Regions from separate parts of the Canis lupus genome. Here region 1 is linked to region 2. Evidence: chromatin contacts called from public Hi-C data. All regions are on one chromosome and are shown on one strand. The core of a region is the stretch at or near the end of the contact, and the rest is flanking DNA. Distances in the headings are between cores, read along the strand shown. Region 1 holds the start of MMP14 (matrix metalloproteinase-14). Region 2 holds the start of DAD1 (dolichyl-diphosphooligosaccharide--protein glycosyltransferase subunit DAD1).

Region 1 (3,794 bases), core at 955-3,454, 200 kb after region 2:
TATTTCTTGCCAAGCATCTGGTGTCAGCTTTCCTAAACTTCAGATACATGGCCCAAGAGGTTACCCCCACTGGGAAGGCTGACATGGGAAGAGCCAGACTTGGGTGTTGCCATGTTCTGCTTAACAAGTTGAACCCTGGGGTTTCTATGGTTCTGGCTGAACCAGAGGCTGGTCAGAGAGAGAGGTTGACCTCCCGACCCCAATTTGTATAGGGGAGCCCTGGAGGTACTCAGCCCCCAAACAGTCACTGTGGCATAGGTATCTAATATCTATCGTATATCTCCACAAACCCCTTAGTTGCCCAGGACCCAGGGGAACCCTTCCTATTACACAGATTCTGGGAGAAAAAGACCTTTGCTCCCATTACAACACAGAGCACTGGGCTTTCCTTCCATTATCCTGTCACAAACCTGTAAAAGTTCCTGGATCTCTAGTATTGCTAGAGCTTCCTACCTGACCTACATTCTGTCCAGCTTCCTTTATTCCTGGCCTTGCTTTCTTTCCCACTCTTCTCCCCACTACCTCCTTCCTCTCTCGCTGACCAGTGCAATTCTGGGATCTTAGATTTCGCTGATGATTGAGTTTTCTGTCTCCCACACTTTTCCTGCTTCTGTTGTGCTACTTTTCCAGCTCTAGCTCTCAACCTCTTACCTGTTTCTCTTCCCCAGGTCAGGTTGGCTTCAGTTCTCCCACCCCCTTTCTTGGCCCTCCCTCTTCCCTGCATACCTCCACCTTTTGTTCTCAGCTGAGTCGGCCCCTGAAGATTTTACTCCTCAAGGAACTGCCTTTTTCCAACTGTAGAGGGGAAACTAAACCCCAAAGTCTGAACTCCCAATCTCTTGTCTTTTTTATTTTTATTTTTTAAGATTTAATAACAAGAGACCCAGAGAGAGAGCCAGAAAAAGGCAGAGACACAGGCAGAGGGAGAAGCAGGCTTCATGCAAGGAGCCGGTTGTGGGACTTGATCCCGGGTCTCCAGGATCATGCCCTGGGCCAAAGGCAGGCACTAAACCACTGAGCTACCCAGGGATTCCCCACCACCACCACCCTGACTTTTTTTTAGATTTTATTTATTCATGAGAGACACAGAGAGAGAGGCAGAGGCATAGGCAGAGGGAGAAGCAGACTCCTCACAGGGAGCCTGATGCAGGACTCAATCCTGGATCCTGGATCCCAGAATCAAGCTCAACCGCTGAGCTACCCAGGTGTCCCCCAACCTCTCTGGTCTTAACAGTTTCCCCAAACTTGATTTGCCTTTCCCCACATTCCATGGCCTTGCACTTCTTTCCTCCCTGGCTAGTTCTACTTTAAGGAGCAGCCAGATTGCAAATGATGATAATTAAGGGAGTGCATATGTCTTTTCCACAAGGACAGCCAGTGTGGTTGTGGAGTTTGTTAGTGGGTAGTAGGGTTTCGTTACCGTTGCATGTTTTGAGCAGGAGAGTGATGAAGGTGGTTGTCAAGAACAAGGGGCAAAAGTTTCAATTCGATTGAGCCACGGGTCCCAGCAGACAATCTGCACCCCAGGCGTGGTGGATATGGAAGACCCCCACCAGCAGCATCCCAGACTTTGAACTCGTCTGCCCCTAGCCACTGAGCCTCCCAGTACTTGCCTGCTCTGAGAGGAGACAAACGTTGAATACCAGAGGAATCAAGCCACCTAAAATATGCTTAGGGGGAGAAAGTCTCCCACATCCCGTCTCCTGGGTCCCTCCTCCCCAGACCCCCCCCCCCCCCGAACTGTGGCCTCAACCCTTGCAGATAGCAGCCTCCACCACAGAAAGGCAACTTAAGGGGTTTTTGTGCGTGCGTGCGTGCGTGCGTGTGTGTGTGTGTGTGTGTGTGTGTTTTACCCCGCTCTTGGCTGTAATTGGATTCAGGCTGAAACAACCACGTCCGCACCGGGAAAGGAGGGCATTGGAGCGGGGGCGGAGAGGCTGTGGGAGAAGGGAGGGACCAGAAGAGTGAGAGAGGGCTCGTCGTGCAGTTCGCAGACTAAGCAGAAGAAAGATCAAAAAAACGGAAAAGGGGACGAACAGGCGCTTGCAAGAACAATCCTCCCCTTCTCCAAGGGACAGCGCTCTAGGAATCCAAATTCAGTGCCCACCGAAGACAAAGGCGCCCCCCAGGGAGTGGCGGCGCGCCCCAGGGCTTGGGCCCCGCTGCGGAGCCCGCACGGCTGGCTGCCGGGACGGTCGCGGACCATGTCTCCTGCCCCACGGCCCGCCGGCGGTCGGCTGCTGCCCCTGCTCACGCTCGCCACCGCGCTCGCCTCCCTCAGCTCGGCCCAAAGCAGCTTCAGCCCCGAAGTAAGTGAGCTCCTCCGGCCCCCCGGGAGTCGCCCCCGCCGGGGAGGCGAGCCGGGGTCCGCAGGGGTACAGCCCCCCCTCGGAGAGCGGGGCGCTCGCGGTCTGGGCGTCTTCGCCCGAAGGAACCCCCTTCCTTTCCTCTCCCTCTTCATCTCCAAACTTCCCGGTCGATCCAACTTCTGCCCCCCACCCCCCACCCGCCGCCGCCGCCGACTTTCTTTCCCAGTCCTTCCCCTGGAAGAGCTTTATAGCAGGGGCCCACCCCCACCCTCCCGGGCCCCGGGGCCCCGGGCTCTGAGCTCAGCTCCGGAACCCGGAGGGAGCCTGGTAAATACTTGGACCCCGCTCAGCCCTGCGCTGCCCGGGTTTCTCGTCGTGTGCGTGCGTGTGCGTGTGCGCGAGCCCGTTGTTGCTTCCACCTTCCACCTTCCACCTTCCAGCTGCCGGGGCGGCCGGGGAGGCTCAGCAGGACGGCGGCTCGCTCGGCCCGCGCGGCGCGCCTCCAGGCGGCCCGGCCCGAGGATGCAGCCGCAGCCAGGTGGGGTGGGCGCTGGGCCGCCGGCGGCACCGGTACCAGCCCCCACCCCGCGCCGCGCCGCCCGCGCCCGCGCCCGCGCGGACCCCTGTGACCCGCCCGCCGGAGCCCCGGCGTCGTCGAGGGTCGCGGGGCTGGCGCCCTGGCAGCCTTTCAGTACACACAAAGGTCCCCTTGTGAGCGGGCTCGGCCGGGCCGCCGCCTCCTCCCTCGGCCCCCCTCGCTATCCCCCCAGCGGCGCCCTTAGGCTCGTTTTGTTGCTTTTGTTAATTGCTTTTCTGTGTTAATTGCGGGGAGACTGAGGGCCTCGCGCCGGGGACGGGGGAGAGGGCCCGGCCCGGGCACCACACAGGTCTCCGACTGCCTTGGGCGCCCCTCTCCCCATTCCCCGACGCTGGCCCACCGGCCCGGGAGGAAGACGCGTGGGAGTTGTCTGGGGACGTCTTTCCTCTCTTTCTCTCTCTCTCTCTCTTATTTTGGGGTGAAGGTGGGAGACGAATTTGATCAGCTTCTTATTTTGGGCCATCCCAACCCACTCAGCCCGGCAGGGCCTGGGTGCGGTCAGGAGGGGCCGGGAAGGGCCCCAGAAGGGGGAAGGGATCTGGACTTGGCTTCCTCCCTCTTGGTCCTGGCCGGCAACCCACCCCCGGAGGAAACATCTCCAGAAAGAACACACTCTCTCTGTCCCGAAGGGGATCTGAGGCTAAAAAGAAAAGTGTGGCCCTAGGAGTGGGGGTGACCAAGGAGAGTGCAAATCTGCCCTTGGTCTAAACCTGACGTGGTCCAGCAGGAGGAGGCATCCTCTCTCCTGGCCTAGAGTCTTAATCGGGGGCCTGCAAGGAGAGGTCCTAACAAAAGAAGCCTGGGCATCTGGGGGCTTCCCACTGCCAACTTTGCCTGCCCTGCCTTCCCTCGCCTGCCCCACTAGGCCCCCTAGGGGAGGGGCAGCA
Region 2 (4,317 bases), core at 1,399-3,898:
CTAAACTTTTAAAAATAAATTAAATTAAATTTGGGGCACCTGCATGGCTCAGCCGGTTAGGTGTCTGCCTTCAGCTCAGGGGACCTGGGTTCTGCATAAGGCTCCCTGCTGAGCAGGGAGCCTTGCTTCTCCCTCTCCTCTCTGCTCGTGCTCTCTCTCACTATCTGTGTGTCTCTCTCACTCAGATAAATAAAATCTTCTTCAAAAATTAATTAATTTAATTAAAAAATCTTTAAAAATCCTTAGCTTTTCTATTACCTACAGAATAAAATCCTTGGCCTGACCCTGTCAAAGCTCTAGCATCCAGCACTACGTAAACATTGAACAGAATCTCCTACAATTCCCATTCTCCAACTAAACGGGGCTCTTCCAACAGGGAAAAAAACACCAGAAAATGAGAAACCCAGAACCATAAATAGATAAAAGGCTTCCCTTCCCAACAATCCAATGAAGGATAAACCCCAAATTTCAAATTTCCCGTTTAAACAACTCCTTTGAAGATCTGGGTAACAAACGGCAGAAGAGTTAGGATCTAGCAAGGGCAATGTTGTCAAAAGAAATGAACCTTTGATGATGACTATGAACTCTCATGAATCCTTTCTTATCCTGAAGCAACTTCCATTTCTCTGGCCCAATTACCTGTTATCTAAGAACTTTGGAAATCCTAATCCCCCATATTGACTCCACTATCACTGTGCCTTTGCACTAGACATTCTCTTCAAAAGCAAGCTAGGACTTTTCACTGGGGAGGAGGAAACGGAATCTGCCAACTCAATTTTAGCTACAACAGCCCAAAAATAGGACTTGGCATAAGAAAAAATTATCTGTTCAAAAGAAAATCTTCTGCTTTTATCACACTAATCTACAACTGTAGTCCATACCCACTCCTCAGTAAATCAGTCTTCCATGTAAGCCCTGAGGAGGCATTCTTAACCTTAGGCTTATGAAGCTGGGGTGACTTCAGCAAGAAACTTTCTTTTCAATCAACTTAGGCCCCACCCCACTCCTACTCTTGCAGACCTGGAAGACAAAAATCATCAAATGGAAGTCACTAGAGGTTCTCAAAATTCCTTCTCCGGTCTGGATAATACAATTTTTAGTTACAAGCACCCTGGATTGGGGGAGGCGGGAGAGGCAAAGGGGGGATGCAGGGGGATGGGGTAGAAGGTCTGATATCCAGAGCAAACAGGGTAGGCTATCTGGTGTATATGACGGAGGTAACATCGGAACTCCTGATAGCCCAGATGCTGCCACAAAGAACCAAGTCTTGGTCATCTAGGACAAAACCCAAAGATCATAATAAAACATCCAATTCACAGGCTATTAACTCTACAACTCCAGACCGGCTAGTACACAAGTCATTAAGTCCTTAGGCTTATTTTAAGTTCTGAGAAAGAAGGTGGAGTATCTCTGGTATGAGTCTGAGCTAGCATTTGTGTAAAAAGCATTCTACAGCTCTATAAGCTGAGAACCACTATAAATGAGCAATTCTAATGCTGTATTTTGTTTCTGCCCCAAATAGACTGTAAATTCACTGAGGACAAGAAACAGAAACCTGATGCACCTCCAAAGCTAGTACCCTCTGTTAGACTCAAAACACAATTGATGGTCTGATAATAATCACACTGGGGGAAAAAATGGATTCTAACATGTTCTCAAAATCAGACAGAAGACGATACCAGTGACTGGAAGGGCCCACCTGGTGCCAGGCTAACTCATGGGCCAAGGCTGAACTTAGCATTCACTAGAGTTCCTACTGGGCAAGAAAGGTCAGCTTTTGTTATATACGGCAGTCTACAACGTATCAAATGCTGGGAATCAGAATAATAACTGCTAAAATAGAGCTCTGTGAATAAAAACGGAGTTCAGGATACTGACACAACAGCTTTATCCACAAGAAAGAAGTAGGAGCAGCTGAAAGCCAAAGTCAAGTAAAGGTTGATTCAACAAGCGAACCACCTATGCTCCTATTTCTTACACTGTTTCACTAGCGGTTAGCAGTGATTAGGTCGAGGTGAGAGAGATACTTCGGAGTCTGCTTTTCCATTTTAAAGCTCTACCCATTTTAAAGGTATGTTAAAGCCGAAGTGAACGCTGAAATGGAGTTTTCCTGGAGTGAAGCGGGTTTCTCCAGAATTCCAGAATCAGGCTTGTGGCAACCTTTCTGAGCCTCAATTTCCCCTTTCACAAAAGAGGGCAATGCAGGCTCCTCTCGGGACTTCACGGGGCGGTGATCTGCTATAAAAGAGAGTGACGAGGGAGGAAAAGCAGCGCACCAAAGTAAACACATTATTACTGCGATTACGTAGAGAACCATTACCCGCTAGGATGAAGCTCCCCACACAAGAGATGAAGCCCGAGAGAAAAGAGTTGAAGGGGAAGGTCCCCACGAGGAGGCAATAACCGAACTGCAGCGCCCCGGTCAGCAGTATGTACAGGAGGTACGCGTCAAGCAGCTTCAGGCGCTGAGGCGTGGAGCTCAAGTACTCCTCTAGGAACCGCGAGATAACCGACGCTACCGACGCCGACATGACTACACACTCGCTTCTCGGCCTGCGCTCCCCGAACGCCCGGCGAAAGCCACGGCCACCCCGGATGTAGTCCGTAGCCTTGACGCCTGCGCACCTCTGCAGCCCCGCTCCGCCCGCCCCGAGTCGCCTCTTTGCGCAGGCGTGTACTCAGGCCCGGGCGCGAAGCAACTACCGCGCAGACGCAGAGCACATCTACAGACGTGGGCCACGGCCTGCTAAAGCTAAGGCGCCTGCGCAGTGGATCTGATCCGTCCCTGGGCCGGAGACGTGTGCTCTTTCCGTCCTACTTCCGTGGTCAGGTCGGTGACGCCCACAGTTGCTCTAGCAACAGGATACTGTGGGAGGAAGAGGGGGACAGGTTTTACAAAGGACAGCGTAGCCACCCGAGGGTTCCGGCTTTCTTTGGCCCACCCGCGTCTTCAAAGATTGAGTGTTTGGATCTACTGTGAGGCAACGCCTGGCGTCCTCGGGGTTCAGTCGCGACGCAGCCCCAGCTCTGTTAAGGGCAAATGCCTGCCCCAGATGATTAGAGCAAGTTACGTCCGCCCGCAGAAAGACCCACCGCTGCTAATCGCTGCGCAGGCACTAGCTTAGGCGGGGTTATGGGGGGAGGCAGCTTGCCCTCTACCTGGCCCTGAGCGGGACTTGGGATTTGTCCCTGGGAGCGCTAACGAATAAGCGCGGTACACAGGGAACCCCAAGTCCGCAGGCATTCATTAGTTCAGCAAATATTTATTGGGCGCCTCGTGGCGCTGTGCTAAACTGTAGGTGCCGTCCGGGGGGGGGGGGGGGGGTCTTGCTGGGGGCGGGGACTGAGTGAAAACAGTCGATTAACCTGCATACTGGGGGTGACCGGGTTAAGCAACCTTTTGCTCACAAGCTGGCATCTTGAACCCGGTGTAGTGCCCCAGGACGCTACGCTGGAAGGCACACAGGAGCATTGCCTGGTTCAAACCCTACCTCCTCCAGCACCTTTTGCAGAGGAGGCTGAAGGTTTATGGTTTTGCGTTTTAACAAATGGAATTACCATTATATATTTATAACATATTTAGCGTTTTAACTTTAAAAATCAGATCCACTTTAATTTCTGGCTTTCGCTGCCCTTTTTTTTAAGATTTATTTATTTATTCATGAGAGACACAGGCAGAGGGGGAAGCAGGCTCCCTGCAGGGAGCCCAATGTGGGACTCCATGGCGAGCCGAAGTAGACACTCAACCGCTGAGCCACCCAGGCGTCCCTTTCTCTGCCCTTTTAATTTCACATTAATCTAACCTTCCAGCCCTGCTTCTCCTTCTCTCATCTTTCAGTTGCAGGTCGCACGTAACCAGGTGCCTTTTTTTTTTTTTTTAAGATTTTATTTATTTATTTATTCATGAGAAAGAGAGAGAGAGGCAGGCTCCATGCCGGGAGGCTGATGTGAGACTCATCCAGGGTCTCCAGGATCTGGCCCTGAGCTAAGGCGGCGCTAAACCGCTGAGCCACCCAGGCTGCCCACCAGGTGCTTTTTAACCTTGTTAACAACTTTGAGTTATCCTAGGTACTCTATCAAAATTGCTAAAGCAAAATTCCTTGTCTTCAAGGGTCCTTCATTTGTTAACGTGGAAACTATGTCAGCGTCAACAATTATAGTGATTAGCATTGATGAGCAAAACCTTGCTTAGGTTCTAGAAAGAAGAGAAATAATCCATGTCCTCAGAAAGCTTTACAATCTATTTGAAAAAGATTCATATTCACACTCACAGAGATTTGCACTGCTAACTTAAGTTCAGCCTAAACTCTTAGCTTG

What was found. A called contact is a pair of places that touch in the nucleus more often than the background predicts.
Region 1: a contact with region 2 is called in a Hi-C map of blood, with 2.9 times the contacts expected there. The contact joins the promoter of MMP14 here to the promoter of DAD1 in region 2. A contact is called at or near these places in 2 of 9 Hi-C or Micro-C datasets (amygdala and blood).

What each region holds. Positions count from the first base shown.
Region 1 is chr8:3,304,575-3,308,368 of UU_Cfam_GSD_1.0, forward strand. MMP14 (matrix metalloproteinase-14) reads left to right here and starts at 2,205. Exons shown (of 10, transcript XM_038544150.1): 1 at 2,205-2,309. The coding sequence starts at 2,205. The region is part of intron 2 of SLC7A7 (Y+L amino acid transporter 1); the gene reads right to left.
Region 2 is chr8:3,105,871-3,110,187 of UU_Cfam_GSD_1.0, forward strand. DAD1 (dolichyl-diphosphooligosaccharide--protein glycosyltransferase subunit DAD1) reads right to left here and starts at 2,649. Exons shown (of 3, transcript XM_038544147.1): 1 at 2,321-2,649. The coding sequence starts at 2,531.